4 separate regions of the Mus musculus genome follow, and all the other regions are linked to region 3. A link is a contact called in public Hi-C data. All regions are on one chromosome and are shown on one strand. Each heading gives the region's core, a stretch centred on a gene start, on an enhancer-like site or on the middle of the called end of the contact. The rest is flanking DNA. Distances are from core to core; before and after follow the strand shown.

The links. A called contact is a pair of places that touch in the nucleus more often than the background predicts.
Region 1: a contact with region 3 is called in a Hi-C map of cerebral cortex, with 5 times the contacts expected there. The contact joins the enhancer-like site here to the promoter of 4932441J04Rik in region 3. A contact is called at or near these places in 1 of 39 promoter capture datasets (cranial neural crest) and 4 of 484 Hi-C or Micro-C datasets (the G1E-ER4 cell line, cerebral cortex, cortical neurons and 1 more).
Region 2: a contact with region 3 is called in a Hi-C map of cardiomyocytes, with 5 times the contacts expected there. The contact joins the promoter of Stim2 here to the promoter of 4932441J04Rik in region 3. A contact is called at or near these places in 1 of 39 promoter capture datasets (cranial neural crest) and 5 of 484 Hi-C or Micro-C datasets (LSK cells, cardiomyocytes, embryonic stem cells and 2 more).
Region 4: a contact with region 3 is called in a Hi-C map of cerebral cortex, with 4 times the contacts expected there. The contact joins the enhancer-like site here to the promoter of 4932441J04Rik in region 3. A contact is called at or near these places in 2 of 39 promoter capture datasets (cranial neural crest and hippocampal neurons), 7 of 484 Hi-C or Micro-C datasets (B cells, the HL-1 cell line, adipose-derived mesenchymal stem cells and 3 more) and 1 of 115 datasets of contacts at active chromatin or transcription factors (embryonic forebrain).

What each region holds. Positions count from the first base shown.
Region 1 is chr5:54,239,520-54,246,715 of GRCm38.p6, forward strand. No RefSeq gene overlaps it. Among named protein-coding and RNA genes, the nearest start is that of Gm10440, 110 kb to the right of the region's middle. Within about 2 kb of position 1,927, at least 8 of the 459 cell types and tissues checked have an H3K27ac peak or open chromatin away from gene starts, as enhancers often do. A contact at or near this core is called in cerebral cortex, where this site is marked.
Region 2 is chr5:53,994,132-54,001,178 of GRCm38.p6, forward strand. It overlaps Stim2 (stromal interaction molecule 2), which reads left to right and starts at 4,392. Exons shown (of 12, transcript NM_001081103.2): 1 at 4,392-4,903. The coding sequence starts at 4,753. It overlaps Gm30601 (a long non-coding RNA gene), which reads left to right and starts at 1,120. Exons shown (of 2, transcript XR_376962.2): 1 at 1,120-1,986; 2 at 2,271-2,482.
Region 3 is chr5:57,715,359-57,721,717 of GRCm38.p6, forward strand. 4932441J04Rik (RIKEN cDNA 4932441J04 gene) reads right to left here and starts at 2,561. Exons shown (of 5, transcript NR_015588.2): 1 at 2,488-2,561. It overlaps Pcdh7 (protocadherin 7), which reads left to right and starts at 2,723. Exons shown (of 3, transcript NM_001122758.2): 1 at 2,723-6,359. The coding sequence starts at 3,747.
Region 4 is chr5:54,150,660-54,156,955 of GRCm38.p6, forward strand. No RefSeq gene overlaps it. Among named protein-coding and RNA genes, the nearest start is that of Stim2, 160 kb to the left of the region's middle. Within about 2 kb of position 4,687, at least 32 of the 459 cell types and tissues checked have an H3K27ac peak or open chromatin away from gene starts, as enhancers often do. A contact at or near this core is called in cerebral cortex, cortical neurons and hippocampal neurons, where this site is marked.

The DNA of each region.
Region 1 (7,196 bases), core at 677-3,176, 3.5 Mb before region 3:
AGAAGTAATCTAGTTTATTCAAAGGGCAGTAAAGGTGCCCTCTTTGAGACTGATACAGACTCGAAGCCTCCAATTACCTGTTGGGCCTTCTCAGGCCCAGTAGGCCAAGTTGAAGGCTAAGAGTTCTACAGTTCTGAGCTAGCAAGGCTGAGGAGGTGGATAAATTCCTTGTCTTTTTCCCCATGTTGTTTTACTTCAGGTCAGATTGCTGCTTTTCCTGCAGGGCTGGCTGAGTAAATGCCAGGCTCACGCCCACACCGCTGGCTTTATCAAAGCGTTCCTTCCTATGCAGTTCCCAGCCTCAACCAAACACAATGTCTTATGCTTTACACTGTGAACAGACAGAGAAACTTCAAATCTCCAAGTCCTACTTTCTTCTGCTTTCTAATTCCATCCTTGGCTCCTTTTCCAATCCTGCCATTTGCTCAGTGTTAGTCAAGGGGAACCAAGCAGTCCTTTCCACAGCTGACTTAAATATCATCAGTCTTTTAATGACAAAGACAGGGGGTTGTGAAGCTGGGAGGGAGGCAGGAGGGATGCTAGTGGGAGAAGCAGGGAGGTAATTGTGGACAGATATGAGATGCTGTAGAAATTGTGAAACTTTCAACAAACAAGAAATAGAAATGGCAACAATCAGAAATGTCCTCATTTTAGATCTGAGGACATAGCTCATTGATATAGATATAGTACTTACTTAATGTACACAGAGCCCTGGATTTTAGATCCAGAACTCTGAAAAAAAATTAATTTCATTGCTCATAATCTTTTCCTCCTATAATGTCTAGAACATGAATAAAATTCAGCCCCAAATTTGCCACTTACAGCAACATTACTGTCTGCCCATTGTCTTGCATAACAAGTTTCATATTTGCTCCTGAGAGCTTATCGGAATGATCTTTCCTGCCCACATTTCTTCCAATAACCTGTTTGTGTGATTACTTGTGGATTCCACAAATAATCTGGAAGTCAGAAACTGTTCCGTGGGCCTTTCCCTTTTCAGTTTTCACCAGAATCATCACCCAGAGTCTATCTGTGGGAACCTAGGTGGCTTCTAGAACATATCTCAAAAACTCTCTAGGGCGATAAACTTCTCCAGTACCTGTGTGTGTTTCCTACTGTAGGATCCAACTTCTGGATTCAATTTTATCTTAGTAAGTGCAGTGACTGTAACAAAACACTACAATCTGAGAGGCTTATACAATAGAGGTTTACTTAGTATACTTCTGGAGACCACAAATTCCAAAGTCAATGGACTGGACAATTCAGTCTGGTGAGAGCCTGATTACCGGTTCATAGATAGAAGTCTGTTTTCCCTTTCAGATGTGATGGAGATAGGATGGAAGTCTTCTTGTCCATTCGTGGTGAAGAAAGGATTCATAAAGACACCAGTCCTACACATAAGGATTCTGTTCTCACGACTTCACCTAGTCCTAATACCTTCTGAAGAAAACGTGCTGTGTATGGACTTGGAGGTCCTGGCTCTCAGTACAGTTCATAGCATATGGAGGAAGGAGACCAGGAAGGTTGCTATGCAAATAGCTTCAAGCAACTCTAAATAAACCTGAAAACTGGAAGCTAAAAGTTGCTAAAAAATGCAATGCCAACGTAAGTCCCTAACCTCTTTCCAATTGGCTTATCTCCTCTGAAATTCTCCCCTGGGTGCAGAGTGGGAGCTCCCTCAGTGCTTGCTCAGTGTGTTCCTGTGGGAATGAGAAGCTGGCGGACAGGGCAGAGGATTCTCCAGCCTCTTCCATAAACACCAGCGTGAGAGAGAGAGAGAGAGAGGGAGAGGGCCAGGCCGTTAGTGAAATGCTGTGGGAGAAGAGGGGGCGGGTGGAGAGTTTGACTCCTGTAATGATATTCAGGAGCACGCATATCTGTTCATCCACAGCCGCTTCTTTCTGGAACAAGAACAGACGTCCAGAATGAAATGCTGACTCAGTCGGAGAGCGACACAGAAACTCGCAGAAGTCAGCTTTAACTAAGCGTCAAGGAACTCAGGCTATGTTTCATGTTAGAGTACCCACAGAAGGGCCCAGCTTCTGGGCGACGTTTAAAGCAGGGGTGAAGAACTTAAGCCTGCGGGTCAAGGCTGCGGACTCATTAGGTGGCAAGGAAAAGCCTGCAAACTAAGCTGCCTGGGCTTGGTCTGCAGCACCCCGCCCCACCCCCACCCCCCACCTTGCGACAGTGAGCTAATAGACTCTCCCCAGGTCTCTGTCAAGAAGGGCCTTTCCTTCTGTGAAAATGGGAGATTATGTCCTTGGGAGGCTATACAGCTTCTCTCAGGGCAGCGAGGAAATCAATAAGGATACTGGCAACAGAATCACATAATTCTGTGGACTTGTAGTGCTGACTTGGGTATTATTCGGAGAGCAAGAGCCGTGGACATGCTCCCAGGGCAGGAGATGGTGTGTGTGTGTGTGTGTGTGTGTGTGTGTGTGTGTGATACAACTCTATTCCAGAGGGCTTTCTGTATTTACTATTTTACCGCTTCTCTGCAGCATTTTTTATAACTCCTCCATCCCCTCCTTGGAGTCCGAGCACTGCAGGCAAATGAAAGGTAATTCTGACTTTCTTGTATCACTAGCTGTGCTGGGTTCATGCCCATAGACCAAACAGGCCTGCAGAGGGATAAATGGTCATCCCATCTCCTCCTGGCTTAGGGATTAAAGTGACAGTGACAAGACATGGCAAGTGTATCTCTAGGATAGACAGAAACAGCCATGGAGAGTCATAAAAGGATGTAGGTATTTCACTCCACGTGTACAACACAGAGTCATCCATGCGAATCCTCTTCAGATTCAAATAAGTCCCTGTATCCCTTCCCCGTTCCGTTGCTTATTGAGTCAGGCTCATTTATAGATGACAGAAGCTATTTCAAAGTGGAGGCAGCCTTGAGCAACACTGCTTTGGTCAGTACAAAGTATTTCACACTGAGCAGTGAATGCCTCTCTTTGGATTCATAGGTTGAAGTCCTGACTCCCATTACTTCAGAATATGATTGTATTTGAAGAGGAAGTTAAAATGAGATCAGGCCTTGATGTATTCTGACTGGTGTCCTTATAAAAGACATTAGGATACACGGGAAGAAAGCAAGTGTGTGTGTGTGTGTGTGTGTGTGTGTGTGTGTGTGTGTGTGTGTGTATGTGTGTGTATGCCTGTGTGTGTATGTGTGTGTATGTGTGTGTGTGTATGTGTGTATGTGTGTGTATGTGTGTGTGTATGTGTATGTGTGTATGTATGTGTGTGCGTGTGTGTGTGTGTGTGTGTGTATGTGTGTGTGTGTATGTGTGTGTGTGTTCATGTATAAGGAGAAAAGGCCATGAGAAGAAAAAGCAAGAAAGTAGCCATTGCAAGCAGAAGAGAGATGCCTCAGAGGAAACCAAACTTCTAAATCCCTGACTATGAGCTTGCAGTCTCTAATAAGACTCTTGAGAGGATAAATTTCTACTGTGTAGGCCACAGTGTGTGTTAATTTGTTATAATGGCCATAGCAAATGAATATACTATGTTTTCAACATATGATTGATATGGTATTGTCATGGAAGTAGATATGCTTTACTTAGGTACTACTTCCTATAGATGATTTTGGTTACTGTAGGTCTGTAGAAGAAGAATTTAAAAACTTACTTGCTTAAGATAAAAATTTATAGCTACATATGCCTGTGTGTACGTGTGCATGTGTGCGAGCATGCGTGCATGTGTGTGTGTATTGCAGGTCTCAACTGCACAACCCTTGTCTCAGCTCTCTTCTGATCAAAGTTATAACCTGCTATCAAGGATGACCTAAAGTCATATTAAGAGTCACTAAATTAGGTGTCCAAGATGGCTTCTTCACATCAGGCCTGACTGGGATGGCTGGAAGATGGGAGGCCCGTGGTACATCTCTTTTTGTGTGGCTTCTTCTTGTGGCGGTGCTCAGGTAGTCTCACTTCTCCCATGGTGTCTGGATTCTTCTCAAGAAGTTAACATTCTAAAGCACAAGGTAGAGGATGCTGGGGTCTTTCATAGTCTCAAAAATTTCATAGTAAGTCATAAGTCCAACTCATTGACATGTCTGGCCTCAGGGGGTCAGACTGGAGTAATTGAGATGGCTGAGTGTCTCTGCATATGACTCACAAAGTCTCTCTGTCTGGAGAAGCTAGTCTAGTTTCCTTATGTGACTACTGAAATCTAATGTTGCTCCCACTGCATTCTGCAAAGAAGACCAAGTCTCCAGGGCAAACTAGAAGGAGTGTCTTAGTCAGGGTTTCTATTCCTGCCCAAACATCATGATCAAGAAACAAGTTGGGGAGGAAAGGGTTTATTCAGCTTACACTTTCAAGTTGCTGTTTATCACCAAAGGAAGTCAGGACTGGAACTCAAGCAGGTCAGGAAGCAGGAACTGATGTAGAGGCCATGGAGGGATGTTCCTTACTGGCTTGCTTCTCCTGGCTTGCTCAGCTTGCTTTCTTATGGAACCCAGGACTACCAGCCCAGGGATGGTACCACTCACAAGGGGCCCTAACCCCTTGATCACTAATCAAGGAAATGCCTTACAGCTGGATCTCATGGAGGCATTTCCTCAAGGGAGTCTCCTTTTTTTGTGATAACTCCAGCTTGTGTCAAGTTGACACAAAACCAGCCAGTAAAAAGAGGTAAGGGCACAGGTTCCTTTGGATTGGAGAAATATGATATAAATCACATTGATAATTAATTTACCACAATTCCTCAATATGTCATCTTTACTGTCAAAATAGCACAGATTGGGAGGTGGAGGCTTAACAAGCAGGAACCTTGTTTCTTACTTTTCTAAAGGTTGAAGGTTCAAGGTCATGTGTTGGCATCCTTGGCTTATTTTACAGCCTCTTTCTTTGGCTTGGAGACTAATGCCAATTCTCTGTGTTTGTATAGTGTTTTCTCTGTGGTACATGCATATGTGTGTTTCTTTGAGTCTAAATACCCTTTGTAAGAGGACACCAACCTAAGATAACTATAGAACCTACCTCGATGACCTCATTTTAGCTTAATCACACTGTTAAGTCCTATCACCAGACTGTATTGCATTCATAAGTATCAGAGGCCAGGACTTCAAAATGTGCATTTGGTGAATTGGGACACAATTCAGCCTTTGATGTTATTCCTCTGTCCTGAGACTCTGTAGCACTTGAGAGGGGACATACTAGGCTCATATAATAGATAGTGGGTGACCTGTTAACATTGCCTGATCTGAAATTCTACCCCCCTCTCATTGATCCCAGCAACTCTACATCAGGCATGACCAAGCTGAGTTAGGATGACCTGTTCATACATGGGCATAAGGCAGGATGCAGATAGCCTAACTCAGCCCTCTATTGATATTGGAATTTGGAGAAACTCTTTTCTTTCTTTTGCAGCCATTATTGCTAAAGTATGAATTATATCTTCTGATGATGACTGTTTTTGTCCCAATGTGGTGAGAACCAGATGGGGGAACAGCCAAAAGAGAAGAGCGTGTGTATGAGTGTAGAAACAGACATGCGTTCTGATAATGTCATGCCAGGCCAGGAACAGAGCTATAACCTGTTCGCTCTTTCTGAAACTTATTACTACAGAAGACAATGAAGTCCCTTAATTTTCTGGGAGGATCACAGGAGAGGACAGCATGTTGCAAATAATCTGAGCCTGAATAAATCTGAATTTCTGTTACTTGAAAGTCAGAGTACAAACAATGGTTTCTGTCCAATATGTATGACTAAGAGGCTTTAGCCAACTAATTTTACCCAAGTAAATTATACCGCAGAACGAACTGCCCAGTCCAGTCTTACACGTCCTTCCTGCTTTGCAGTTGGCCTCTGTTAAGTTATGTTCATGGTCAGTACTAAGTTTTATAGTTTTAGACTGCTGAAATTAAAACCCACTCTAAGAATATTCTAGAGCCCAGGAACCATGCAAGATGAATGATTAGCAAAAAGAAACTAGACACAAATTAGGTCCATGTGGTAGTTTGAATGAAAGTGGACCTATTGGTTCATACATTTGAATGCTTTGTCCCTTGTTGGTAGAGCTGTTTGGGAAGGACTAGGAGGTTTGTCTCTGGGTTGGATGTTGATAGTTCAAAAAAGCTCACACTATTCTCAGTTATCTTCCCGTGTCCCTACCTAGGACTTGTAAGATTGCAGCCACTGCTTCAGCACCATGCCTGCTTGCTTGGAGCTGCATTTATGATGAACATGCACTACAACCCTTTGGAGCTGTAAGCAAGCCCTCAGTTAAAATGCTTTATTTTATATTGCCTTGGTCATGGTGTCTGTTAACAGCAATAGAGTCATAACTAAGACAATCAACATTTGAACCTGTTGTTTACTAAGTATCTTAGTGTTTTATTGCTGTCAAGAGACATGACCACAACAACTCTTATGAAAGAAAACACTTAATTGGGGTTGACTCACAGATTCAGAGGTTTAGTTTATTATTGTCACGGTGGGAAGCATTGTGACATGCAGGCAGATATGGTGCTGGAGAAATAGCTGAGAGAACGAGAGTGAGAGTGAGAGTGAGAGCGAGCGAGTGAGCGAGCAAGAGAGAGAGAGAGAGAGAGAGAGAGAGAGAGAGAGAGAGAGAGAGAGAGAGAGAGAGACTGCTGGGCTGTTTCTGAAATTTCCTAGAATATACTTCCTCCAACAAGGCTAAACTACTTCAACAAGGCCACGCCTTCTAATAGTGCCACTCCCTATAGGTCTATGGGGACCATTTTCATTCAAGCAACTACACTAAGCAAGGACAGTTGCAACTCATATGGCTGTCAATAGAAAGTAATGCTTATCCCATTCCTGTGGATTTAGTGACTATGGACTCCATTTGAACTTTGTTTTTATCAGTGTTGGAGGGCAAATCTAGTTCTTTGTACTCGCTGTGAAAGTGCTCTGGAGGCTGGAGAGAGATCAGTGAGTAGGAATACTTATTTTGCAAGTGTGGAGATCAGCGTGTAGAAGCCAGCCCCACATAAGGCAGCCATTGCTTTGTGTCTACATTCCCTAGGCTGTCTGAAGGCACAGGAAGGAGAAGCACTGGAGCTTCCTGTCTGTCAGTCTAGCTTCAGGTTCAGTGAGGTTCTCTGTCTCAAAGGAATAAGGAAGAAATTGATAGAGCAAGACATTTGAGGTCCTACTCTGGTCTTTGCTTGCACACATACAGACATGTGCAGCTGCATATACCACACACACATGCACACA
Region 2 (7,047 bases), core at 3,142-5,641, 3.7 Mb before region 3:
GTATGTCGTGGGGGATTGAAACCAGAGCCTGTGCGTGAGAAATACAAACTCTACCACTCAGTTACTTCTCCAGCCCTCATGCTAGGAACATGATTTGTACCCTCGACTCACAGGATTCTTTGACCAATGTTTACATTTTATCACTCCAATCTTCTCAGCCTTTTATGCAAATTAAGAATCAGCCTGTGAATTAGATGCTTGGTCTCTCTGTGTGTCTGTCTCTTGTCTTTTTCTCTCTCTGTCTCTGTGTGTCTTTCGTGTAGCCTACATTGACCTTGGATTTCTCAATCTTCACTCTCTACCTCCCATTCCTGTATTCTTGGTGTGCGCCGACAGCTGCACCCAGAAGCATGGCTCCTTGCATTTTACATAAATATTTTTGCACCTCATCAGTTACTTTTTCCGGTCTCACCTGCTATCAGATACACTTGTGAGAGTGCAAGCCATGTGTTATCTCTTGCATAATTGCCCCACCCACCGTCTGAAGCGCTGGCATTCTAGTTTGCACCATTATTTGAATCTGGTAATTTTCAGCTATGACATTTTTACTTTTCTCTTCATCCAGTTTCACTCATACAGGAAATGCCAATACCGTTCCTACCACAGGCATTAGCACTTATCAGAGATATCAACATCTCTCCCACAACACTTCAAATTAACCAGTAACAGAGGACACTGACTTTGATTAGTCACAAAACACTGATCCACTTGGCTTTGGTGGGTAGATTTGACTTTCTTTTGTGGGCTGGCTCTAGAAAAGCTTCCTTTCTCTGCTCCCCAGAGAAAGATGCACAGGTTTTCGCACCCTCAGTAAACTGGGTGAGGCATAACCTTTTCATACTGGATTGAGGTAGCAAGTGGCTTACAAGTGAACAACTTTCACTACTCTTCCGCCCCCCCCCCCTCACCCCCGGCCCCAGCCCTTTTAGTGCTTTAATGTACTCCACGACTTGAAGACTATACTCATATTTGCTAACTTTCATTGCTTCTACCTTGAAACCCTATTAGCTGTTATTACTTTGAGTATTTCAAAGTTCTCAGGACCTTAATTTCCTGGGAAGCTATGAAAGTGGTCCAGTTCATAACCCGGTTTCCCCAAAGAGGACTCTTTCTTGCATTTCCCCAGAAGCTATCTAAGAAGGGCAAGCAAAGAGCAGTTGTCCACGGTGCTCCTCTACCCTGATGTGGCAAGAACCCCCCACTCCTTGGGGTCACAGTCAGGCTGGGGAAGCTGTGGGCAGGCGCGACCTCAGTCGGAATTCCCCTGGGTGATACTTTCATCCCGCCTCACGCCCACAGCGCTCCCTCCTAGAGCTACTGCGCCCGCCCACGCGGTGATGTCATCACCCGGGTGTCGGGCGCGCGCGGACGGTCCGCCCACGGAACCCGGGCGCGCTCTGTGCCAGAGTCGCGCACCTGTGGCGGCCGCCAGAGTCCGTGGGCATGCGCGCTGCTACGGGGAGGCTCCTGAGCTCGCAAGCGGAGATCCGGTTCTCCTAGTTGGAACCTGAGGCAGGCTGTGTGGGCCGTGGGGGAGCAAGGATAGAGGATGGTGAGGGTTTGCTCCAGAGATGGGGAGGAGCCAGTGCAGTTCTTTTGCTTTGGGTGTGCACTGAGAGTTGGGTTCATCTGCAGAATCGAAAAGCCTAGGCAAAGTGAGATGCGTTTAATCCTAACCTAGGAGCACCTTTAGCATACACGCCCAGAGCCTGAGGCCAGAGTCACTAAGTACAAAGCACCTGGGTGCCAGGGACCCAGGGAAGGCTTTCTTTGTTACTATTTTTTCCACTCCACCAATAATTCTGTGGTGCAGGTATAATTGGGTTCCTAATTAACTTGCCTACGCGTCACACAGAAGAGCCGGAGTTGAGGTTTCTACGAGGTTGGTCTGATAACAAAGTTCAAAGCTGCCCATCAGACACGAAGTCAAGACTGTGTTAAAATAAGACCGAGAACACATTCTGAAGATACACGGCAAGTTGTGAGGTTTGGACTTTAAAGGAGGGGGCTGGGCTGTAGGAGTAGGGTGGCCAACAAGGGAAAGGGGTTCCAGGAAGATTTTGATGGAATTTGGCAAGAGAAGCACCAGGCAGGAAGCTCTAGGTTACCAGGGAAAGGAAAGGGAACCTGGGCAGAGGACGTGATTATCACCGCCTCAAGTCTTGTGTTTATGTGTACACTTTGCAAGTGTAATTCTCGATCTAATTCTACGGATGGGTTTTTTTTTTTTTTTTTTCAAAGTAATGGACTTGCTCTTGCCTGTTCCCTAGGCCTATGCTATGATGCACCGGAACAATGTGCCCCTGAGTAACAGTGTGCACCACGGCTGCGCAGCCAGAAACATCGGTACCCATAAAACAGATCTATAAAATAGAGGGTTTATTCTAGCCCGTGTCTATCTGAGAGAGGCCGCTATGGTGAATGCTGGTTCCTTACCTGTGGTCCCACTAGAGAGAAATAAACATTTATGATTCCAAATCCATTATCGGGTCTCAGTGTGCCCTGTGTTTGAAAGAAATCGTATGCCATCTTTGTTTAAAGAAGCTCGGGCCCAGTGGATTGCTAGTTTTTCCTGGTTTTATATTGTTATTGCTGTAACATAGTTTGTACTACCCACGTTAGGAACTAATTCCGAGTCAGAACCGTGTAAGAATCTATAAGGTAATAGACAAAAATTGTATCTCCTGTCCAAGATGGTAAAGTTCCCTAGGAAAGGACTGTTAGCAATTTTAGAGCTTCAAGTTCTGACTTATTTGACATTTCCAAGTGTTTCTTAGTCTGCTGAATATAATACCCCACCGTATAATACTTTGCTCGGCGTATATGAGATGTTCAGTAAATACTGATGAATTAAATGATGCCTCCTGTAGAGTAGGAAAGGAACTTATTTACTTCCTGGTTATCCGGTGCCTAGCAGTTCTGTCTACTCAGCAAACACAAGGCTTCACTGCCTTTCAGCAAGCAAAATAGAAACTTACTGTTGCCCGGTAAGGAACGGCCCCACCCTCCAACATAATGCCCCTAAGAAGTATGTCAAGAAATAATTGTGGTTGATTAGCCTTGTTATTATTCCTGATTCTTTTCTGCAGTGTGCATCTTCCTCTTCCACTACCCGACATTCTTTTGGTCAAGCTTCCTAAGGAATTGTTATGTATTTGACTTCTTGACTTCTGGAACAAACTGATCTAAACTGCAAGCCAACAACAAAATCCAACAGTAGTCAGACCTATGTTCTTAACAATCCTAGCTTCGAGTTCTTAAATATGTGTGTGTGTTCAACACCTCCTTTTACATTTCAAAGGTTTTCTGAAGAAATGCTTTGATATGGGTCTCTGAGGTATGTAGCTTGCCTCTGAGTGCCATTTACCTGGGTCACATCCTGAGGACTCCTACCACAATTGAAACAAAATAAAAAAACAGCCAACAACAATAACAACAACATAGTCCCATTGCAATGGTAGCATCTACTTGAAGAAATAGATTCCGGTTCTTTTCCCCTTTTAGATCAATTGGATCTGGAGCAGAATTGCAAGAGCATCCACAAAACTGCTTCATTGCAGATAAGCAAAATGGTCAAGTCTATGTTGTAGTTGGGGCAACCTGTTCAGCTGGCAGTCTATAGAAGTGGTGGTTTGGCAGATGAGTGGCAGTGACTGCCTTCAGTGTCAGCATGGAAAATAGTAAGAAGCTAGAGCACATTATTCGAACATTTCCATTCAGTAGTTGATAAATCGGGCCATGTCCATTTATTAGCTATGGGCCGGTGGGTTGGTTAAGCTATTTTAACATTTCAGCGCTTGGGTTTCGTCACATGTAAAATGGCGATGAGATTGAGTTACACTATGCCACTGTAAATTGCTTAGAGAAATTCCTAGCACTCTGGCACAAGGTATGCGCTTTGCCAAATGTTTGTCAAGTAAATACAAAGCTAGGCTGGGTTTCCCTCCGCTTCTACAAAGCTGGCAACCGGTAACCCCCACCAACATCCAAGTTAGGGGAGGCCGCTGTTTCCCACTGCAAGGTTTTTTTTGACCCACGGGGTTAAAGCACTCAGAGGATCTGCGACGTCGATACGCTTTATCCAGGTCTCCAGGCTGCCCATCATCAGATCACGGCGTGGGCGAGACTCACTCCTTCCTCCCGCTCAGCTTCTCTGGCTCCTGAAGCACAGCCTGGGCGGCTGTCCCACGCCCCGCCTATCGGTCTGGGAACGCCCCTAGGGGCGGGGCCCACGACCACGCACGCGCAGTGCCGCGGCGTTGCGCCTGCGCCGTGGCGGGGCTGAGGGAGGCGGGGGATTGGTATGAGAGCGAGTGTGTGAGGGGAGGGAGGTGGCCCGGCCGAGCGTGGTACTACGGCGGGCGCGGGCCGGAGGGGGCGGGGGGATGCGCCGCGGCGGCGGCGCGGGCGCTGGGCTGGGGCTTGGCCGCGCCAGAGCAGCGGATCCCGGTGTCGCCGCGGCAGCTGCGCGGGTGTCGCGCTGGGTCGGAAGACGCCGTACCACTGCGCTCCCCCACTTTTTTTTTTTTTTTTTTTTTTAAATAACCGGAACCAATGAACGCGGCGGCGAGCCGAGCTTCGCGGGCCGCCGGTGAAGGGAGCGGGTCAGCACCCGGCGGGAGTCCGCTTCCGAGGCGGCCGGGCCCCGGGCAGCTGGCGGTGAGCGAGTGGCCGGCGGCTCCTGTGAGCGCTCCTCCCGCCGTGGCACCGGGCCGGGCCTCGGGCCGCCCTCTCCGGCGGCGCTGGGCAGCAATGCTGCTCTTCGGGTTGTTGGTGGCCGGCGTGGCGGACGGATGCGATCTGGTGCCCCGGCACCTCCGCGGGCGGCGCGCGTCGGGATCGGCCGGAGCGGCGGCGTCTCCTTCGGCTGCGGCTGCGGGCGAGCGCCAGGCGCTGCTGACAGGTGAGGCCCGTGCGGGCGACGGGCAGGCTTGGCGGGACTCCCGGCAGGACCCCATCCCCCGAGAGGGCGCCTAGCGGTTGCCTTGGCGCCGGTCGTCGCACTTCGGACGCCTTCCTAGTCCACCGACTGGCGCCTCTACTGTGCTTTCTTCGCCCTTAGTGGGCTCCTGCGAGCTTCCCAGCTGAGCAATGCAGTGGTTTCTCTTTCGTGCTGCCGAAGGGACCAGTGGGGTCTGTAGGGGACTGGGCTCATTTCCCCTCTTCCCAAAGCCGCCAAAGAAAGTAGGCGGCGGCAGCAGCAGCAGCAATGCGGTATGGAGTTGGCCCCTGTTGCCTTTGCAAAGGCGGCTGGCAGCTTCTTACCGATCGAGAGCCGGGCTGAGCGCCCTGTCCCAGGGGAAGCTGCTGAAGAGATTCTTTGAGAGCCACAGCACCTAGTGGCACTAGTGGTTCTGTGTTAGTATGAAGAAACGTCAAAGTCTGGTGTGTTTTTGTGGGGGTACGAGGACGCTTTAAGGGATGGAAAGTATATGCTGTTTGAGAGCATCACTGGGTGACAAAGGGTGCAGAAAGCGCAGCAGGTAACCAGAAACACACCTACAATTTACCAAGTGCAGGATATTTGTGACGTGGATTTGGGCAGCATAGTTCTGATGGAGTGCACCAGTACCTTTTTTAAACACAGAACGTTCTAGCACTTACTGAAAACTTGCAAATATGTTTGGTAAGGTTAAGTAGAAAATTGTATGCTTTTACAGCCTTCGTTGTCTTATATAACTGATCTGGTGTGGTTTAAGCAGTGATGTAAAGGTCCTGAAATGATTTCCTGGGGCACAGTGCTGGAGGTAGAGTAACTTATTTTTCTTGCTGCTGTGTTTATTTTTAAGGTAGATCTCTAGGTTTTCTGGAAGAACAGCAGGATTAAAGAGGAATAAGATGATTCACTGTTAATTTAACTGCAGTGGTAGCCCAACAGGCGTCTGGGAGTTACTAACAGCTGCTCAGCAAAGTGTTCAGGAGTCTTTAGATCATAGCAGCTTTCCTCTGAGTTCTGTGACAGGCTATTTCCTGTTGCAGACAGAAGAAGGATGTCGGTAAGCATTGTCAGGCACTTTGAGAGTTGGAGGGTATAGAGCATAATGATTAGCATACTCAAGGTACTCAAAAAACTTACCAGATCCTGGTCAGTTGAACCAGGCAAGTCATCACTGGTTGCCTTGGATAAAGGATTATAGAATGATCTTTAGGGACGTAGTATGTAGGGAGGGATATATTGGGTGGTTTCATGCTCAAATAGTTATTTTCTAACAAAAATATGGCAAGTGTGGAAGGGAACAGTGTTAAACTAGTTAAAACCTACACTAGAGTGTAGGTTGAGGGCTTATTGTCTCCCCTAGGAGTGGAACGTTAGCTTCTAAATGGTATAGTAGTGTGGGTCCCCCCACCTCTTTGGCAGAAATGTTTGATTACATAATGCCTTAACAAATGTGATTGACAGAGAGGCAAGTGATCTAGAACTTTGGTGTTTATTGACTCTTCAAGCAAGTATGTTTTACTGAGAACATCAAGAAATCAGCGCAGATGGACTTCTAATAAGCTGTAACCCTTTTAATTTTCTCTGTAGTTATTTATGGCACAGTTGAAAAGACGCAGTGATTCTTAGTGGGAAAGATCATCACACAAAGTGAAGTTGTGCTGTCGTGCTTTTTAATAAATTTGCTGAAATGTTGACCTCGGAATTATTTCTGTTTATAAAAGATCTCTTTTTTTCCCCTTATGTTCAAATATTAATTTTAAAACGTTAAACATTTCCACTTAAAGTTTCAGATTTTACAACTGCTCAGTATCTAAGTTGAATAATAGAATTTTAATAAGTTTATGAAAATACAGTCAGCAGGGCTGGTGTTTAGGGAAATGTAGATTGAAAAATGACTTGTGAAAGTAGAATGTGTTGAAAAATGCTTTGAATTGTATGGCCTCTGTAAGGCCCTTTCTCATTTAATAGTTTTTGTGGGTAGTTCTCTTTTATGGCTCCATTTGTTTTATTAAACCTGGGACATAAATGGATGGCGATACTTCACACTTCAGGAAGTGGAGCCACAGGCAAACCCTGTTACATTCCAGACAGTGTTAATGGATAGATGC
Region 3 (6,359 bases), core at 1,311-3,810:
GCTGGCTTGGCTCCGCGGCAGAGTCGGTGGGGATAAGTGGGGAGGGCGAGAGGAGGTTACCTCCCTCTCTCAGAGGAAACCACTACAGTGTGAAGGACGCGCTGCACCCCTGTCCCCTAATCGTCGTGGGGAGGAAATATATGCAAACTCTAGGCAAGAGTAGACCACGCAGTCCCTCCCTCCACCCTTGTCAAGAGCGGCGGGAAAATGCTTGAAGAGGCAGAGGAGGGTTATTCAAGTTTATGGTCTGACAAGGGAAGAGGGAGTGCATAATGTCTTTCTGCCCACACGATTGCTTGAAGTTTGCAAAATTCTAGTAAGGCGATGAGGGGAGTGAGTGCCACACTACCACGCATCGGAATGCACAGCGCAAAGCCTCGCAGTGGAGGTGACGTCCCCCTTCCCATTCCAGTCTGGATCGGGAGAAAGCTGGCATTCAGATAAACCTCTATTCTTCCAAATGTGAGGGGGACATCGCGTTACTGCCACTTCGTCGGCCGCTGAGGCGCTGCGGCGCCAGCCCCCTCCTTCAGACTGCGGCGGTGCGCACTGAGCCTGCGCGCCAGGCTTTTCTCGCTGATGCTGCAGATACAGAGCTGAGAGCTCTGGTGGCGGCGGCCGGAGGGTTACGGGGAAGGCCGTTCTCGCCGAGGAGGAGGAGCCACCCCTCCCGGAAAGATGCTGCTTTATGGGACAGGGAAATATTCGTTAGCTCCTGGCACATACTACTCACGGTTCCGTCCTCCGCGCTTCCACCCCCGCCCCTCCTGGGAGAGCTTTTGGAAACCACTGTCGCTCCCCCGCCCCCAAACACACTCCTCGCCGCGCTCCTCCAAACAACCGCGCGCTTCCTTTGCTCCTAGACTTTATTGGTGTTTGACTTATTTAAGTCATTCTGCCTCCTCTGGTCTCAGAGTAAAATTGATTCCGTGAGCATTAGATCGGGCATGCAAATTCGTCTTTAAAGGAACCCTTAAATTCCTAGCAACATTCTCCGAGATAGTAAGGACCCGACACAAACTCCACCTACTACCTTCGTCTTTTCTTAATCTTTCGGTAGAGGGTCTTTATTTTGACAGTGTGAAATACATGAGAAGTGGGCTTCGGTTCGAAATACACCACCAGCCCTGAGATCTGACTTGGCAGACTGCGGTGGTCATGAGTGAGAACCGGGGAAGCCTCACGCCCGGGAATGGCAGGGAGGATCACGAGGCACAAAGTCAAAAGGAGAGAAAAGAGGTTAAGCATACTCGGTACACAAAGTTGCCATTAAAGTTTATTTCCCTTATATCCAGATAGGTGACGCTACACTTTGCCGGTTACTAAAAGCTGCAGGCTCTGCTTAGAAAATAATACCCAGGCTTCTAGCATGTGTTTTATTCCCCAGGCGCGTGCACACACGGTCTATCCCCAGTGAGAGCCGGATGACAGGAATTCCAAGCATTTAAACAAAGGCAGGCATTCTCCCCTCCCCAACCCAGACCTCCAAAGTCTGGGCTCCAAAAAAGGATCCTCTCTGGCTCTCGTTGGAGTTTGATGCTCTCTCTTCACTACTGCAGCCCGTCACGGTTTGGCAGAACACAAGCTTGGCTTTCGGAACTCAGACATCGACCTCAGCCTACCAGTAGCAATTCACTAACCCAGATGCTAAATTGCGAAACGAAGACACGTTGCGGGTGGGAGTTGGGGCGGGAGGGGGGCATCGTCTGAGGGTAGACGTGGGAGGAAGGTATACTAACACCCTCACTTCAGCTCTTACCCACGCAGCCGGGTTTAGTCTACCAGCCCTAGAGGGGGAAAAAGAATCACCCCACCCCCACCCAAACTGCCTAAGGAGACTAGACTTTGGCTTATCGGGGCTGAGATTGGGCAGTTCTCAGTCGGCCCCACGAAGCGAAGCCTGGCTTCGGTGAGCGCCGCGGCTGGCTAGTCCTTCCTCCCGCCTCCCTTCCCTGGGCCCTCCTCCCTGGTTCTCTGCAACTGTGTAGTTTCGGATACCGCCGCCGCCGCTGCAGCGTCGGAGTCAAGTCTGACTCCGGAGCCCGCGGGCTTTCCGCAACAACCACCAGTTTATGCAAACTTGCGGGTTTCCGGCTAGTGGGTAGCGAGAGTAGGAGCTTCCCCGGAGCGATTCGGTGTCTCGGAACAGCCACAGCCAGAGAGGCGGCGGGAGCGCGCGCACCAGACTCTGCTAGACGCGAAAGCGGACGAGACAACTGCGGAATTCACCCGCCGCGCCAGGGCACTTCCGAGACAACAGCCGACTGGCACTTTTTCTCCCTTTGGCAAACTAGATTTTTTTTTTTTAAGCTACTTGGCAGCTCTGTTTGACTCCACCTCCCCCTCCACCCCCGCCCCAGTGGCTTTGGCTTTTCTTTGGAAATCCGGACAGAATTGGGCATCTTTGTTAATTGCCGTTAGGAGTGCCCGGTCGTGAGCTTTCACCGGGCCAGTGTCGCGCGGATGCACGGAGCCAGGCTTGCTCACCTTTGAACTGCAAAGGGATCAAGTTCAGCTCGAGTTCCCCGCATTGAGACTGGAAGAAGCTGAGAGACTGTGCTGGAGAGAGTGAGAGAGGGGGGGAAAGGGGAAAGGAGAGGAGGGAGGAGAGAGAAGAGGAGGGAGGAGAGAAAGAGAAGGAGGGAGGGAGGGGAGGGATCGAGAGAGAGCGGGGAGAGAGAGAGAGGCTGCAATCTCCTCCCTGAATCGCGCACAGCGCTGCAGATCCCACTGCTCCAACACGCGGGCCGAATGCAGGTGAGGGAAGGCACGGACTCTGCGGCTGAGAATCCAAACTTGGGCACCGCGCGGTGCGCACGGTTCGGCTCTCGCCCCCGCGGGCGAATGGTTGCTGCGGTTTCAGGCGGCGGCTTCGTGACTAATGACCTTGCGCAGAGTTGTTAAGAAAAAAAGAGAAACCGGAGCTCTTCGGGGTGAGAAGCGACCGACTCTGGGCGTCTCTGAAGATGGCTCGGGCTGCTCTTTGGCGCGCCGGGAGCACCCGGTCGCGGACCGAGCTGTGACGCGAGGCGTCTTTTCGCTGCACCTTGCCCGAAGCGACCTGCCGTGGAATTTTTCATTCAAGATATGTTGAGTGGCTTCCCGGCTGCTTAAGAGGAGTCAGAGTTAAGACTGGCTTGTTGCTCGCCCCAGAGCCTGAAGCAGGAAGCGGTTCAGGTTTGTCTGGACCTCGGGAGCCTAAACAGAGCCTGGGTCTAGAGTGAGTAGCTGGAACGTGAATTGGACTTAACTCGAGTAGCAGTAAGGACTAACGCTGCTGTCAGGCGGGGAAGGCTGCAGGTTTGTTCTAGTCCGCTACCAGGCTCCGCCGCCCTCTTGCAGAAGCGGTTCCGGCCCCTTCCCAGGGCTTGGAGACTGGATCTCAGTATCTTCCCACTGCGGGGATGACTTTGTGGGGGCACCGAGCCCGTGGCGCGCAGTGTCCCGTGAACTGTGAGTACTGCGAGTAAACGGTGGCCGGCGAGCGGGCGATTAGCACCCATTGCATGAATTATGAAACAATAACTTTCGGAAGAAGCAGGAGGAGAAAAAAAGAAGCATCTCTAGCTGCCCCCCTCCCATCGGCCGACTCTACGCGCTACTCTGGCCCCCTCCCTCCCCTCCCTCTCGTTTCTTCCTTTCCCGGAGAGGAGGACCGAGGGGAGGGCAGGCGGCCAGCCCCGGAGGAGGGGGGTGCCGAGGGGGGTTGTGGTTAGAAGGAGCAGTAGCAGCAGCAGCAAGAGAAGATGCTGAGGATGCGGACCACGGGATGGGCGCGCGGCTGGTGCTTGGGCTGTTGTCTCCTTCTGCCGCTCTGCTTCAGCCTGGCCGCCGCCAAGCAGCTGCTCCGGTACCGGCTGGCCGAGGAGGGCCCCGCCGACGTGCGGATCGGCAATGTGGCCTCGGACCTGGGCATCGTGACCGGCTCCGGCGAGGTGACTTTCAGCCTTGAGTCTGGTTCTGAGTATCTGAAGATTGACAACCTCACCGGCGAGCTGAGCACCAGTGAGCGGCGCATCGACCGAGAAAAGCTGCCCCAATGTCAGATGATCTTCGACGAGAACGAATGTTTCCTGGACTTCGAGGTGTCGGTGATAGGGCCCTCACAGAGCTGGGTGGACCTGTTTGAGGGTCGGGTCATCGTGCTGGACATCAACGATAACACGCCCACCTTCCCGTCGCCGGTGCTCACGCTCACGGTGGAGGAGAACCGGCCTGTAGGCACGCTCTACCTGCTGCCCACGGCCACCGATCGTGACTTTGGTCGCAATGGCATCGAACGCTACGAGCTGCTCCAGGAGCCCGGGGGTGGCGGCGGCAGCGGCGAGGGAAGGCGCTTGGGGCCGGCGGACAGCGCCCCCTACCCAGGGGGCGGCGGGAACAGCGCGAGCGGCGGCGGCTCTGGAGGCTCCAAGCGGCGGCTGGACGCGCCTGAGGGTGGCGGCGGGACGAGTCCTAGTGGCCGAAGCAGTGTGTTTGAGCTTCAGGTGGCAGACACTCCAGACGGCGAGAAACAACCGCAGCTGATCGTGAAGGGGGCGCTGGACCGGGAGCAGAGAGATTCCTATGAGCTGACCCTCCGAGTGCGCGATGGGGGCGACCCACCTCGGTCTTCGCAGGCCATCTTGCGGGTGCTCATCACCGACGTGAATGACAACAGCCCCCGCTTCGAGAAGAGCGTGTATGAGGCTGACCTGGCTGAGAACAGCGCTCCGGGCACCCCCATCCTACAGTTGCGCGCCACCGATTTGGATGTAGGGGTCAATGGACAGATCGAGTATGTATTTGGGGCTGCCACCGAGTCGGTAAGACGGCTACTGCGCCTGGATGAAACGTCGGGCTGGCTCAGTGTCTTACACCGGATCGACCGCGAGGAAGTGAACCAGTTGAGATTCACAGTAATGGCCCGTGACCGCGGGCAGCCCCCCAAGACTGATAAGGCCACCGTAGTCCTCAACATCAAAGACGAGAACGACAACGTTCCCTCCATCGAAATTCGCAAGATAGGGCGCATCCCACTTAAGGACGGGGTGGCCAACGTAGCCGAAGATGTCCTGGTGGACACCCCCATCGCCCTGGTTCAGGTGTCCGACCGTGACCAAGGCGAGAACGGGGTAGTCACCTGTACCGTAGTGGGAGACGTTCCTTTCCAGCTTAAGCCAGCCAGCGACACAGAAGGCGATCAAAACAAGAAAAAGTACTTCCTGCACACATCAGCCCCACTAGACTATGAGACCACCCGGGAGTTCAACGTGGTCATAGTAGCTGTGGACTCTGGCAGTCCCAGCCTCTCCAGCAACAATTCCTTGGTGGTCAAGGTGGGAGACACTAATGACAACCCTCCTGTCTTTGGCCAGTCTGTGGTTGAGGTTTACTTTCCAGAGAACAACATTCCCGGGGAGAGGGTAGCCACAGTGCTGGCGACAGATGCTGACAGCGGGAAGAATGCAGAGATCGCCTATTCACTGGACTCCTCAGTGATGGGGACTTTTGCCATCGATCCCGATTCTGGAGACATCCTGGTCAATACAGTACTGGACCGGGAGCAGACTGACAGGTATGAGTTTAAAGTTAATGCCAAAGACAAAGGCATCCCAGTGCTGCAAGGCAGCACCACGGTGATTGTACAGGTGGCTGATAAAAACGACAACGACCCTAAGTTTATGCAAGATGTCTTTACCTTTTATGTGAAGGAAAACTTACAACCCAACAGCCCTGTGGGGATGGTCACCGTGATGGATGCTGACAAGGGACGGAATGCAGAGATGAGCCTGTACATAGAGGAGAACAGTAACATTTTTTCTATTGAAAATGACACAGGGACCATTTACTCCACAATGTCTTTTGACAGGGAACATCAGACTACGTACACTTTCAGAGTGAAGGCTGTGGATGGGGGAGATCCTCCCAGGTCGGCCACAGCCACAGTCTCTCTCTTTGTGATGGATGAAAATGACAACGCTCCCACAGTTACCCTTCCCAGAAACATTTCCTACACGTTGCTGCCACCTTCAAGTAATGTCAGGACAGTAGTAGCTACAGTGTTAGCGACAGACAGTGATGATGGCATCAATGCGGACTTGAACTACAGCATTGTGGGAGGGAATCCTTTCAAGCTGTTTGAGATTGATTCCACCAGTGGTGTGGTTTCCTTAGTGGGGAAACTCACCCAGAAGCATTATGGCTTGCACAGGCTGGTTGTGCAAGTGAATGACAGTGGCCAGCCTTCCCAGTCCACTACGACTTTGGTGCATGTATTTGTCAATGAAAGTGTTTCCAATGCAACTGTAATTGACTCTCAGATAGTCCGAAGTTTGCATACCCCACTCACCCAGGATATAGCTGGTGACCCAAGCTAT
Region 4 (6,296 bases), core at 3,437-5,936, 3.6 Mb before region 3:
ATGGGGTGGGGAGGTGTTCTTCTACAAACCACCACAGGTGGTAATTTAAATCATGCTTGCATCCCCTGTTTTGTGAAAGTATAGCCTTCAAATCTTTCTGTTCTGCTTTTTGGTCTCACACTTCATTGTAAGTCTAGTTGACAGCAGTAAACAGCAATGCTGTCCTGAGCGTCTTGCTGTCTTGAAATGTCCTGTCATGTTTAGTTGATCGCTTTGAATTCAGCCTCATCCAAATATTCACTAAATATTCACATTCTTTGCTAGAATATTACAGGAAATTCCCCTAGTCTAATTCCCAGTGGCATTCTTCTTGCCTTCTGACACCACCTCCCCAAAGCAGAACCTCTGCCTATTGTCCACTCTTTGATCTTCTAGACTTACTAGAATCAGCCATTAAATGGAGCTTAGGTCATTCTAGGGCTTCTGCAGCCCGTGCCTCCCAAATGTTCTACATTCCTCCTGTAAACCAGTTCCTTAGCCGAAGAACCACTCAGCAGCTTTAGTTACTGTCATAATCTCACTCTGGGTTCCAGTTTTCTGTACTAGTTACTTTTGTGTTTCTGTGACTAAATCTCTGACAGAAAGGACTTAATGGGGTAAAGGATATTTCTGATGGCAGAGTGACTGTCTGTGACAGTAGAGACACAGGGGACACTGTTCAAATGGTGTAGATCAGAAGGGAGACAGTACAATGTTGAAGCAGGCATAATCTATCAAATATCTGCCCCTACTGGCCTACTATTCATTCATTTATTATATATTTTTAAAATAATATATTATAATTGTTTTTTCCTCTCTCCCAACTCCTCCCAGATCTTTCCCATCTTCCTATGCACCTAACTTTATGTTCTCTTCCTTCCCTTCTCAAAAACAACAAAAACACAAAAGTGAACATAAAAATAAACAGGTCAAAGAACAATAGGACAAGAAAATGCCAAAGGGAGGCAAAATGAAATAAAACACTGCAGGAAACTAGCCTGCCTGCCCCGCCCTGCCCCCGCCTGCCCCGCCCCACCATGCCCAGCTGGTTATCTAATGCCACGTGGGTCAGTCCTGAAATCATATACATAGAAGTAACATGCAGACCTCACAGGATGTAGTTATACATATTTATGAATGAAAATTTATGTAACAGTAGTAAAAGAGAGGCTAGATGCCATGAATACTCTTGAGTTAGTTTTGCACTGCCCAGATGCTCCTGGGCATGAGGCTTGCCCCAGAGTTGGGTATACTTCTGCAACTAGGCTCTTCATAAAGTCTCTGTAGCCTTCAAAATAGTCTCACAAGCGGGTGCTAAGCATTTAAAACATGAGCCTGCGGAGGGGGTGGGGGGCATTTCAGGTTCACATCATAACATGCTTCCTTAGCTACCTGGTCACTGTGGCCAGAGTCTCTCGCATATGTAATTTTAAATATCCTTTATTTTTCTGCTTATAAGAAACACAGGGGAGCCCCAAGGGTACAGCATTGGCACTCATATCTTGGTAATAACTAAAAGCTCTCTAATTGGACTTAATGTCAGCTCTACATGAAGGTATTGGAAACCTAACTAACCATCTTTTGCTAGTGAGGTCATCGATCTTGAAGGGGAACCTAAACCTGCCTTTTATTATACAAGCATAATTTGAACTGCATTCTAAACATCATACACACAGATGAGTTTAGCTTCTCTTTGCAACAATTAAAAAAAAAAAACCCAACCAAACAGACAAACCCATAACCAATCAAAATTCAGAGAACTTGATTATCTAGCTACAACTGATCCATCTACAACACAACTCCTATACGCAAAGCTCGTAGAGCATCATGGGAGAGCAAGATTATAAGAGATAAGAGAGAAAAGCAGAATGTCTGGTGGTGGGGTTACATCTCCTCGAAATATCAGAGAAGTCTCAATATCATGGCTGCCTAACAAGACCTGAACAAGGATGACACCAATAGACAAACTAAGATGCAAGGGACCGCTAGGGAATCTCACCCACAGACAAAGCATGGCAGGCAACTAAAGAATTCTGAGAGCTGGGGAAATAGTTTTCTCTAGAAATGTGCTCTCAGTTGGTTATCCAATACCTAGTGGGTCAAGCCTGAAATCATATACATACACGTAACAAACAAACTGAACAGGATGCATTTATATGTTTAGGAATGAATATATATGTAATAGTAGTTAAAGGAAAAAAGTCTGGAAGCTATGAATATAATCTAGAGAAAAGGAGGGGGCACATGGCAAACTTGGAAGGAGAGAAGGGAAGGAAAAATGATATATGCTAATTAAAAATTTTTTTAAAAAAATGAGTGAGGAAATGATCAGGAAAGTTAAGAGTGGAGTCAGCTAAATGATTTATAATATGTGTGCTTTAGCTCCCTTTGTTCTGTGCTAATAGAAATCTGCAACTATTTGATCAGCAAGTAGAACAGAACACAGGGGTCGTTAGTCCTTGGCCATAGCTCAGCTCTTTTGCTGGTTATTTGAAACAATGTATTTGGTTAACAGACAAGTGCAGAACTGGGCAGTGTTGTGTGTAGCCTTTGTCTCTTCTCTTCTCTTCTCTTCTCTTCTCTTCTCTTCTCTTCTCTTCTCTTCTCTTCTCTTCTCTTCTCTTCTCTTCTCTTCTCTTCTCTTCTCTTCTCTTCTCTTCTCTTCTCTTCTCTTCTCTTCTCTTCTCTCTCTCTCTCTCTCTCTCTCTCTCTCTCTCTCTCTCTCTCTCTCTCTTTCTCCTCCTCCTCCTCCTCCTCCTCCTCCTCCTCCTCCTCCTCCTCCTCCTCCTTCTTCTTCTTCTTCTTCTTCTTCTTCCTTTTCTTGGTTATTTTGTGTTGTAGGCACTGCTAATTTTTGTGAGAACAGGACTGAGGATGGGGGAAGGAGGGTGAGAGGCGGCCGAGTCAGATGACTAACCCCCAGAATCAAACTCCAGAGACCCCCAGCATCAGGGTGAATCAGAGTTTATTGCCCAAGGTGTAAGCTTATGTACAGTGTTTGAGCCAATCCTAACCACCTAAATGCCTTGCCACACTGTCACTGTGCCCCAGTGAAAGCTCTGTCTGATGAGGTTACTCAGAAGCAGCGAGGGGTTGTGGGAACAAGGGGGAAAGCATCGTCGCTTGTTAAGACTTCCATGAAGATGGGGAAAAGGCCACCAACCTGGCCTCAGTTTTTCTTCACTGTCTCACTGGTGTTCTGGGGCCATCTTAGCTCTAATGCTGTGCAAGGGCAGAACAGGATTCTTTGAGGAGTTGCGGGAGCCTGTGGCGCCTGCTGTGACTTTCTTCCTTGTTCATTAAGGCTACGATGAAACTGGAGATTACAACCACCTTTTGCTATACGACAGCTTGTAGTCTGAGATGACTGTTCCATCTTCTTGCTTATTGGCCCTTGTTTTCCCTTCCTTTCCCTTCCATTGTGTCTCTCACAATTCATGCTGGAGAATTTTCAGGTGTCGATTCAGAGTATGTGGTGAGGCAGGGGAATAACTTAGTGCATTTGTATGCAGTAGATTATTTTCATTAAGCCCTGCACCCTCTGAATTAGAGAGGGAGGACCACGTACCTGACTAGACTGGCATTTCGACACAGGGCACAAAACCTCACTTGATAAATGTCTACACGTGTAACAAACCTCCTAGGTTTCTTCTCTTTTTGGTTGACCAGTGTACATGAAAAACATTTTTTTTAACACTCTAAATGTCACAGGCTAGCTGTTTGAGCCAAAGCTGGCCTTCGGGCATGCTTTCTTCAGACTACAGGAATTTAAGGAAAGCGAGTTTTATTTAGCTTATGTTAGAGACTTCAGTGGTTGGCCCAGACAGTTGGGTAGACCATCACAGCAGCAGAAGTTATGGTATAGAACTGTTTGTCTCATGATAAAAAGGGGGGTCGGCGTGGGCAGGACTACAGATCTAGTTCAAGTGTGCAGTGCCCCTGAACCTCCTCCCTCCCAGTGGACATGCTTTCTCCAGCCAGACATTCCCCCTTCCCAAAGTTCCCACCGCATCTCCAAACAGCGCCACCAGCTGGGTACCAGGCAGAACAGCCAAGCCTACTTGCATTTCACATTCAAACCACACTACCCAAGCAAGCTGAAGTGAGAGCCTACAGAAAGACTAGGTAGTGTTAAGACTGGGGCTGCTCAGACCTTCAGGAATGGAGGGTGAGGTCCGAATTCCCCAGTTCTGATTTTGCTCCTGGCCAGCATGCTCTGTTCAACCTCTCAAAATCCAGGGAAGTGAAGAAAAAAAAATTAAAGACCTGTGGTCTTGAATTTGAATCGTTTAAAAATCATATACAGAGAGGCTTGTCACGCTTTCCTTACTGGCTTGCAGTTCACCAAGCAGGAAAAAAAAAAAGCTTGTGCGGTTCCCCACTGTTTCCTCTAGATGGCACTATTGCACTGGCATTCTCTCAGCTCTTCATTCTGACGCCCCCCCAAACTTGTTCATTATGTAATTTTTTCAGCGGGAATCATTTTTGTTCGTAAATTTATTACAGCGTATTATCAATAGTCCTAAATTTATTGGTAAGCAGGTAGATCCCACAAAGCTGCAAATTTTAAAGGAGCAAAATGAGGTCGGTCCACCCCCCCCCCCACCCCCTTCGCCCTACTTCTTTTTCCTCGGAGCTTCCCGAGTTAATAGTTGAAAAGGGAACATATTGCAAAGTATAATTGTCACGATTATGCGGGCTGTTCATTTGGTGTGCATGTGCACATGCATCCAGATGCCACAGCTGCAGTGCACATCGGATAAATAGCCCTTAGCTTGTACAGTTCGAAACATCAAATGGTCCTCATTTGGAGCAGTGTCTTTGTTTTGTTTTGTTCATAATGAATGCTACCCACAAATACAGAAAGCAAGGGAGCAGAAAATAGCCTGTGTGACAAGGGGGAGGCTCTTAGAGATAGCCATGTACACGAGTAGACAGATACAAGTTGTATCCCGGCTTCGTCTGAACAAGGCCAGTGCTGTACAGGGGGAGCTGGGTGTGTTAATTAGATTAATGGCTTGAAAACAAATCCATTTCAGAGTAGCTAATTAAATATTTCATTTTGAGTTATTTTGTGCAATTTGCTTTGGAAGGCAACAGACAAATATTAAGTATTCAATTTCGTCTTCAAGCGCAACCCACTAATATTTCAGTGAGTTAATTCCTTGGTTTTGGTGTTTTGGGCTTTGAAGGTGCTCTCCTGTCTTGGCTAATGTACTTGACAGTCGAGTGTGAAACGGGACTCTGCCGTTCATAGCCACAACTTGGAGCCTTTTGTACTTTTAGCACCTGCTATCCTTCCTAGTTAGAGGTCTCTGGCTTCTGGTGTCCCTCAGGCTGTTCTTTGGTCCTATGGGGGCAATTTTTTTCAGGGATGGAATGATGTGTGTAACATTGTATCAACATGATGATGGCCCCTGCAATGGAGGGTTTTCCTTACAGTGAGTGAAGGTGAACACAATATGGGATGCAAGCAGGTGGGTGGGGCTTGAAGGCGGGTGGGCGTGGCTTGCAAGATGAGGTCTCCTGTGGGGAGACCAGGTGTGAGTTCTTTTCCACAAGCCCTCAGACACAAGAAATGGCACAGAGAAAACACTGACTCTCCCGAGGGTCTAACGGACTGTGCCAAGTCCTTTCATTTTACTGTTGGATTGTGAGGACAGCATCCTTGCCTCTCTGGGGTCCTGACTCTCCTGCATACCTAAATTTAATACCCAGTGTCTCAAAGCCAATACCAGCTTTCCCATTGTCCCTCTGCCGCTGGAAGTCTCAGTCTGCTGGAAGGTAGCTTTGGTTCTAAGTGAGCCTTGGTCATGTTAGCTCTGTCTTCTGCTCGCCCATGTACTCCCTGGCAGCATGGACTGGATCCTAGCTCTCAAAGGCAGAGGAGCAGCCCACAGTCCTCTATGGTAATTCCCACCCACCCCGCAAGGACTCTCTCAGTTTACAATGTTCCTGACCCAGGCACCTGGCCTGCTCAACTCTCCTTTCCACAATGCTCTACCTAATTGCCTGGGCCAAACCGCCCACGGACTGACGTCTCTAACACAAAACAAGTAAATCTCTCCTTGAAAGCTCTTTTTGATACTTGGCCACAGTAATGCAAAAGTAACCAATTAAAAACTGTTTAAGAAAGCAGAAATATTGCCCGAGCACGTGAAACCTCCAGCTCTCTTATTCCGGTGACTAAATCACTCTCTGTAGTCGGAGTCATTCTCTGCCCTTTGACTCCTCAGAGCCTTTGCTGAGGTTGGATATCTTTCACCAAGACTTTCTGGGGCACCTTTGTCTGAACAGAGTTTCTTCTATCCAAAGCC